2 separate regions of the Mus musculus genome follow, and region 2 is linked to region 1. Evidence: chromatin contacts called from public promoter capture Hi-C data. All regions are on one chromosome and are shown on one strand. The core of a region is the stretch at or near the end of the contact, and the rest is flanking DNA. Distances in the headings are between cores, read along the strand shown.

What was found. Promoter capture Hi-C pulls out the DNA fragments that hold promoters and counts their contacts.
Region 2: a contact with region 1 is called in a promoter capture Hi-C map of embryonic stem cells, with 3 times the contacts expected there. The contact joins the promoter of Rrp7a here to the promoter of Cenpm in region 1. A contact is called at or near these places in 13 of 39 promoter capture datasets (the 3T3-L1 cell line, the C10 cell line, the HPC-7 cell line and 7 more), 10 of 115 datasets of contacts at active chromatin or transcription factors (VIP interneurons, acute myeloid leukemia, embryonic forebrain and 4 more) and 1 of 9 other capture datasets (embryonic stem cells).

What each region holds. Positions count from the first base shown.
Region 1 is chr15:82,242,943-82,247,251 of GRCm38.p6, reverse strand. It overlaps Cenpm (centromere protein M), which reads left to right and starts at 2,505. Exons shown (of 6, transcript NM_025639.4): 1 at 2,505-2,629; 2 at 3,040-3,119. The coding sequence starts at 2,573.
Region 2 is chr15:83,120,427-83,124,735 of GRCm38.p6, reverse strand. It overlaps Rrp7a (ribosomal RNA processing 7 homolog A (S. cerevisiae)), which reads left to right and starts at 1,935. Exons shown (of 7, transcript NM_029101.4): 1 at 1,935-2,074; 2 at 2,762-2,904. The coding sequence starts at 2,002.

The DNA.
Region 1 (4,309 bases), core at 1,256-3,755:
ACAAAGTTCACCTTGCAACTTCAAAAGCCATGTAAGAAGCCTTCTGCTCTGTCTAGCCCACAGCTGTCTCTGTTTCCAGTCAGAGGCATCCTGTTTCTCTCCAGTAAATCTCTCACCTGAGGTTTATTGCTTGGTGTGACTGCGGAATTCCCAATTGCCAAGATACTTTGCATCAGAAAATCCTTGCAGTACCCAGCTGTCTCCCTCCTTTTCCTTCTTTTTTTTTTTTTTTTTTTTGGTTTTTCGAGCCTGGGTTTCTCTGTAGCCCTGGCTGTCCTGGAACTCACTTTATAGACCAGGCTGGCCTTGAACTCAGAAATCCACCTGCCTCTGCCTCCAAGTGCTGGGATTAAAGGCGTGCACCACCACTCCCAGCTCTTTTCCTTCATTAAAATGAAAATTTTACTTATTTTGATGTGCTCGGACACCCAAGAAGACACTGGGTATCTTGTTCCTTTATTGCCCTCTGCCTTATTCCTTTGAGGGAAAGTCTCTCACTGAGCTGAAATTAGGACCTCATTGTCATGGCCCAGGAAGGTTGGAATTCTCCTCAAAGACTTGGAGGAAGTTCAGGCAATGGAGCACTCATCAGAAGCCGCTGGTTCACTGACCCAGCTGAGGAGACAGGGAGCAATCACATTGGCTGGACTGGTTCACGTTAGCTTTCAGTAAGTGCAGGGCTCCCTGCCCTTTGTAATATGTCAGCTGAGTAGAAATCTTCTGAGACAGATATGGACTAGGGACAGAAGTTAAAGTTTAAGAATGTAAATGATATGAAAAGACTAGGCTGACTCCATGACAGGCTTCAAACTGACAGTTTAGGAGACTAGGCCTAAGAACTGGGCAAGTCCAGGCAAGCCCAGACAGGCTGGTTAATAGAAAAAACAAACAAACATAAAAAACAGGCTTTAGGCCGCTAGTTAGAAGCTCCCCCGCCAACCGGGTATGGTGGCGCACACCTTTAATCTCAGCACTCAGGCAGAGGCAGGCGGATTTCTGAGTTCGAGGCCAGCCTGGTCTACAGAGTGAGTTCCAGGACAGCCTGGAACTATAGGCTGGAACAGAGCTATACAGAGAAACCCTGTCTCAAAAAACAAAAAAACAAAACAAAACAAAAAACAAAAACAAAATAAATAAATAAATAAATAGAAGCTGCCCAGCCATCAGGAGCTGCCTAGCCACCTGGCCAGAGGCCAGGACAATGGATCAGCAACAGTTTCCAGATTTCCTCAGCTACTTCCTCAGCCACAGTTTCTAGACCTCACTTTCCAGCCCCATTCCCTGGTAATGGAATGACCGTGGAGATGGACCAAGATATAGGTTACCTACCTATATCTTGTGCTTTAAATCTCAGGCCTTCAAACTTACTTGGTTGTCTCTCTATTCTGGTAATGGGAGACCCCAGCATGCTAGACTTCTGCAGAATAAAACACTCTGTGTTTACATACTATTGAATCCCGGGTACCATTCTTCAGTGAATCCCGGACTCATACATTTGTACCTTTCAGGCCCCTAATCCTGGTACTTGCGGGAGGGGAGGAGTCCCAAGACCAAGGGAGAAAGAGATCACAGCCTTGGGAATAGACATGTGGGGAAACAGGCTGTACTTATCTGAACAACCAACCATTAAGAGTACTGGCTGCTCTTGGACCCAGGTTGGATTCAGAGTATCCACATGGCAGCTCACAACAGTCTGTAACTTGTTTCAAGGTTAACTGACAACCTCTTGGGGGGAGGGGGGGGGGCATTGTGCACATGGTGCACATGCAGGCAAGAACACCCGTACCCATAAAAGAAAAAAATTTTAAATTAAATTGAAAATCTTTTTTTTTAAATGCAATAAATCTTTTTGTAGAACGAAGATAGTAGAGGCTGACTGGAGAGATGGCTCAGCAATTAACATGGCACCTGAATTTGCTTCCAATGGGAACCAAATACCCATCATGTCAAGTGGTTCAGAACTGCCTCTAAATGCAGTTCCAGAGACTCTGACTCCCTCTTCTGAATTCTACAGCCGCCTCCACTCACATGAGTCCGCGTGCGCGCACACACACACATTTGCACGTAATTAAAAATAAATCTTGGGGGGCTGGCGAGATGGCGCAGAGGTTAAGAGCATTGACTGCTCTTCTGAAGGTCCTGAGTTCAAATCCCAGCAACCACATGGTGGCTCACAACCATCCGTAATGAGATCTGATACCCACTTCTGGTGTGTCTGAAGACAGCTACAGTGTACTTATATGTAATAAATAAATCTTTAAAAAAATAAATCTTGGGAGTGGGGAGTAGGGGCAGAGACAGAACAGGCTCTTTTAAGAGTGGCGGTTCCTGCCAGGCGTGGTGGCGCACGCCTTTAATCCCAGCAGGACAGCCAGAGCTATACAGAGAAATCATGTCTCGAAGGAAAAACAAACAAACAAACAAACAAAAAAGAGTGGCGGTTGCTTTTAAAAGTGGCGGCTCAGAAAGCCCCGCCCGGACATGCGTACCGCGCCCCGCCCACTAGAGAGGCGGGCCTTGCGACGGTTTGAAAGCGCCATGCGCTGAGCCGAGTGGCGCTGCTGCCGCTGAGATGTCGGTGCTGAGGTCGATGGACAAGCTGCCCGACCTGAACAGGGCTACCGTCTTGGTAGGTGCGGGCAGCGCCCCTGGACCGGCTTCCCCGCAGCCAAAGCCGGTGCCCTTCCTCAGCCTCAGCGCGCTCCGACAGCGGGGGGCGGGCGGACGGGCGCGTTACTCTGGACCAATCGGAGCGGCGGCTCGCGAGGCTGAGGGACGCCTCCACCAATAGGCGCGCGGCTGATTTTACCACCGGCTGAGTGGGCGTTCCAGTTCGAACGTGGCTTTCCCGCGTTTCGAGGAGGAGGCCGGGCGGTCCCCCTCCGTGGATGGCTCCTTAGGGCTCCTCTTCTGAGGAAATGGCTCCCTCCGAGCCGCCTCTAGCTGAGTGTGTACCCCCAGGAGGGATTCGGAGTGCGGGGCCCTCCAAAGGAGCCGCCCTGCTCGGATCTCCATCTGCCTGGTTCTCTCCCTTCGCAGCTGGTGAGCACCGAGGATGCGCTTCTGCAGCAGCTGGCGGAGTCGATGCTCAAAGATGACTGTGCGTCCGAGCTGAGGGTGTAAGTTGCTGAGATTGTAGCCTGAACTCTGGGCTAACATGAGGGACGGGAGCCTGCAGGAGAGAGGGTCCCGCTCCTAGCTGTCATCAGTCCTCCGTGATCCTGCCTATGGTTGCCGAGTTGGCTCCTTTACTGGTCTCTGCAAATGTTCATAGCTCATAACGCACGCCAAAAACACACTCACGGGTTGCGTATTTTCTCATTGACAAGGCTCAGAGTTTAGACGTCAGCATGTAAAAACAACGGGGGAGGTGTGTTTTGGTTTCCTTTCTTTCTCCTCTTGCTGTGATAAAATACCCCGACAAAAGCAGCTTCAGGGAGAAAGGACATGTTTGGCTCGCTCCTTGCTGCAGAAGTCATTGCTGCTGGAATTTGAAGCACTTGGTCACTGTATATCCACAGTCAAGAGGAAGCAACGAACAAGCACATGCTTGCAAGTTTTTATCTGGCTTTCTCCACACTGAAGACAACTCAGAATCCTTCCCTAGGGGATTGTGCCACTTGTAGTGGGCCTTCCTACCTCAGTCCAATTAAGAAATTACAAACGAAGGCTGGAGAGATGGTCAGCGGTTAAGAGCACTGTCTACTCTCACAGAAGTCCTGAGTTCAATTCCAGCAACTACATGGTGGCTCACAACCATCTGTAATGGGGTCCGTTGCCCTCTACAGGTGCATGCAGATAGAGTACTCACACATAAAATAAATATTTAAAAACATTACAAGGCATCTAGAAAGTTGAGACTCCCCAAGATGACTGACTCTAGGTTGTGTCCAATTGACAATTAAAAGTAACTATAACAAGGTGACCAGAACCCCAGGGGAGTAGAAAATAAACACCGTTTATCTCCAGGCCAACACAAGGACACATTTGTAACCACAGCTTTATAAGGCGAAGGCAGGAGGCTCCAGGCCATTCTCTGTTACATACCGAGTTCCAGGCCAGCCTGGGCTGCATAAGACAAACCAACACAATAAAAGAAGGCCTCTGATCCCCACCCCCAAACCACACACAATCGGCTTCTAAGGACAGAGATTTTGACTCTGGTTCACTGGTGAATCCTCGAGGCCTTAAGCAGTAACTAGCACAGAGGAGATGCTCTGTTAGTAACACTTGGGTTTAATCTGCTTAATTCATGATCCGAGAGATGCTGAAGATGTCTCAGGCTGGTACGAGTGTAAGGCAAGGATGT
Region 2 (4,309 bases), core at 686-3,185, 880 kb before region 1:
GCAGTTGTCTGGGAGCAGGAAATCCCTTTCTTTGCTAGCTGGGAGTGCTCTTGCGGGTGCAGAGTTGAAGGTGTCTCTTTCCACCTCACAATGACAGCCTCTGAGCACATGGCTGGGCTGCAGCGGAAGGTTTCTCAGGCTGTCCCTTTCCAAGTACTATTCTATCCCTGTCAGCAAGTAGCTACTTTCCTGATGCCACAGATCACCTGTACACTGTAAAGTATTCCTGGGAGTTTAAGTTCTCCAGAGTGAGACAACAGCTCCCTTGTTCCTGCAAACCAGGCCTCACACCTACTTATATGTCAACTTGACACTAGCAAGTCACCTGAAAGGAGGGAACCGCAACTGAAAAAATGTCTCTGAGTTCCAGCTGTAGGGAGCCAGCATCTTCTTAATAAGTGATTAGTTGGGGGAAGGCCCTGCTCATTGTGGGTGGGGCCCTCCCTGGGCTGGTGGTCCTGGGGTCTCTAAGAAATCCAATGGAGCAAACTACGAGAAGCAAGTCAGTACGTTTCATCAGCCCCTGCCTCAGGGTTCCTGACCTGCTGGAGTTACTGCTCTCGCTGCTTCTAATGAACTGTTTCATGAAACTGGAAATAAAGCCTTCCTCCCCACATTACTTCTTAGTCGTGTGTCATCACAGCAACGGTAACCCTAATGAACACACAAGTATCCTCCTGCTTCAGCCAGGATTAAAGCCATGCCCAGATGGATAAAGTTTATTTGGGCTCACTTCAGTTTGTAAAAATTTAAAAAATCTGCCAAGCATGGGTGATGTGTGGCAGTGTCCACCTTTAATCCCAGCACTGGAGGAGACAGAGGCAGACAGATCTCATGTGAAACTGAACCCAGCCTAGTCTACATAGCTAGCCTCAGGTCAGCCCAGGCTACATGGTGAAATCCTGTCTCAGCACACACACAGTATTTTCTTGAGGGAGAGAGCTCATGCCATGAGGCATAAGCCATGGAGTGGGTGTGGAGGTCAAAGGATAACTTGCTGAAAACAATTCTCATCTTCCATGGATGTAATTCAAGATGTCAGGCTTGCCAGCAAGTACTCTTTGTTTACAGTTTCAACCCCAGGCCTCTCAGCCCCTTGCTCTCTCAACTAAAGAGACTGACTGTTCATGGCATCTCACTGCACAAAATCCCAGTTGCACCACGATTTATACGGAATGCTATTTATTTTTTAAAAATTTATAGTCGGGGGCTGGTGAGATGGCTCAGCGGGTAAGAGCACTGACTGCTCTTCCAGAGGTCCTGAGTTCAAATCCCAGCAACCACATGGTGGCTCACAACCATCCGTAATGAGATCTGTCACCCTCTTCTGGTATGTCTGAAGACAGCTACAGTGTACTTATGTAAAATAATAAATAAATCTTTAAAAAAAAAATCTCAAATAAGCCAGGCAGTGGTGGCACACGCCTTTAATCCCAGCACTCGGGAGGCAGAGGCAGGCAGATTTCTGAGTTCGAGGCCAGCCTGGTCTACAGAGAAAGTTCCAGGACAGCCATGGCTATACAAAGAAACCCTGTCTCAAAGAAAAAAAAAAATTATAGTCGGGCAGTGGTGGCACACGCCTTTAATCCCAGCACTTGGGAGGTAGAGGCAGGCGGATTTCTGAGTTCGAGGCCAGCCTGGTCTAGAGTGAGGACAGTCAGAACTACACAGAGAAACCCTGTCTCGAAAAACAAACAAAAATTATGTGTTGAGTGTGCCTGTGCACCACGTGTCCTGGAACTGGGTTCCAGATAATTTTTGAGTGATCGGAAACGAACCCCTATCCTCTGGAAGAGCAGCCAGTGCTCTTTCCATTTATTGCTCCAGCCTCCCTCTACTTCCCAATAGGACAGGGAAGGCTAAATCTTAGGGCCGGGCAAGATCCCGGGAGGCGGGCCTAGGGCTGAGAGGGCGGGGCCCCGCGTGACGCCGTCGTCGTGGAAACGCAGCGGCGCCGGAACACGGAACTCCCAGCCGTCTCTGCGCTCCCAGTTGGCCAAGATGGTGTCTCGCAGGAAGAAACGGAAGGCTGGCGGCCACGAGGAGAGCATACCGAGCCCACCGGGGTATTCAGGTGAGCAGCTGAGGGCCAGGGACCCACCATTTTGCGGGAAGGTGGCTTGCAGGTGGCAGAGGCCCTGGCAACTCGTCAGGTATCGGGGTGCAGGACCCCGCCGCCCCGACTCTGGGTGCTGATTCCGCGGCTGTTCCTCCGAAAGGCCTTGGGCTCGGGCGCGGTTCCTCCAGGCGGCGCCAGGCGTCCTAGGCCCAGCGTTGCAGCTTCGTCGTCCTCAGAAGCTAGTTATCCGCTGTTCTGCTCGTGTCTCGTTCTTTAACAAGCGCTTCCGCAGCTGTCGCCCTCCCAGCCCCGAGATTCGCATCCCACTGGTGTAGACTTAACTGGGAAGGTGGGGCTAAGTCGGCAGGAGGGGTGGGGGGGGGGGAGTTAGCCCTAAACGAAGAATGGGTGGAGGGAAGAGAGTTGGTGTGCCAAGCAGAGCAGCCCATGCTATGGGGGGGGGGGGGGGGGGCTGATGATGTCAGACAGCGGATGCTCCGAGAACGCAACACTGTGCCCGCCCCCTCAGCCTCCTGCGGTGATTATCCGAATACATTTCCCTCCAGCTTCCCGTGGATGGGTGGATGAACAGGCGGGCCGATGGAGCTAGAAAGAGACATAGTGAATTGGAACTTGGGTGGCATAGACACAGACCTCCTTTCAGGGTACCCCAAACTCTCCTGCGCTCGTTTCCCCTGTTAGCTGTTCCAGTCAAGTTCTCGGCAAAGCAGCAGGCTCCTCATTACCTCTACATGAGACAGCACCGAGTTCGCCAAGGCACCCAGTCCACATGGCCTCCCGATCGAACCCTTTTTATCCTTAATGTGCCCCCGTACTGCACACAGGTAAGAGTCTGGTAGACCAGTGGGTTGTGAATGGGGGCTTGCCACGGGCCCTACAGAATCCTGGTGGTCAGATGGAAATTCCTACAAAACCCTCAGTGGAGGATGTTGAAAGACTGGGAGTTTCAGAATAAAAATATGTTTTGTTTTTTTTTTTTTCTCCCTGCCGCCGTCTAGGCAGGGTCCCCCTCTCCCTGGGCTGTTCAGAACTTCCTGAGGCTCAGGCTGGCCTCGAACTTGCTGTACTTCCCCACCCTCCCCGTCTCAACTCATTACAGTTATGAGTGGTCACACCTGGTTTGGAAATTATCCTTCCAACCATTATTTTATTTGTTTGTCTGTTAGTTTTTCATTTTTAAAAGACAAGTCTAACAGTAATCACTGCAGTTCTTTCTAGACATACTTATTAATTTTTTACAGAAAGCATGACATTTGTAGTTCTGTTTCAGACGGGGTCTCTTGCAGCATGAGCTGGCTTCCTACTCACTGTGTAGGTGAGGCTGGCCTTGCACTCATGATCCTCTGCCTTTACCTCTGGAATTCTGGGATTGCATGCCTGTGCCACCACACGGCTTTAATCCCAGCACTCAGAAGCAGAGGCAAGTTTGGATCTCTGAGTTTGAGGCCAGCCTGGTGGTCTACAGAGCGAGTTCCAGGACAGTGAGGGCTAACCAGAGAAACCAGAAAAAGCTCAAAAAAATTTTTTTTAAAGGTTTATTTACTTGTTGTATTGGAGATAGAGCCCAGGGCATTTCCAAAAGAGGCCAGCTCTCTACATCTCAGACTTACATATTATGTAAATGACAGGAGACATGATTTGCTAAGTTTGAGATGATTCGCCCCACTCCACCCCCTTTTTTTCTTTATTTCTTGGTCTCCTAATGTAGTAGCCCTGGCTATCCTGGAAGTCATTGTGTAGTCAAGGCTGGCTTCGAACTCCTAGATATCTACCCCACATACATGGACACAACACATCCCATGAGTTCTGGGATTTCAGCTATGAATCACGGTGCCTGATGGGATTTTTTATTATTATTATTATTATTATTATTATTATTATTATTATGGTGTAGTTCAGTGGCAGAGTGCTGGCCTAATATTATGAAGCCCTGGGTTCAGTCCCCAGGACCACATAAATCAGATTTTGAGGACAGGAAGATCAGAAGTTCAAGACTGGGGCTGGAGAGATGGCTCTGCAGTTAAGGGCACTGGCTATTCTCCCAGAGATCCTAAGTTCAATTCTCAGCAACCACATGGTGGCTCACAACCATGTGTAATAGGATCTGATGCCCTTTTCTGGCATGTAGGTGTACATGCAGATAGAGCACTACTATACATAAAATACGTAAATCTTTTTTTAAAAATTGATGGTATGTCACTTGTTGCCAAAAAAGAAGATGAAGAAAAG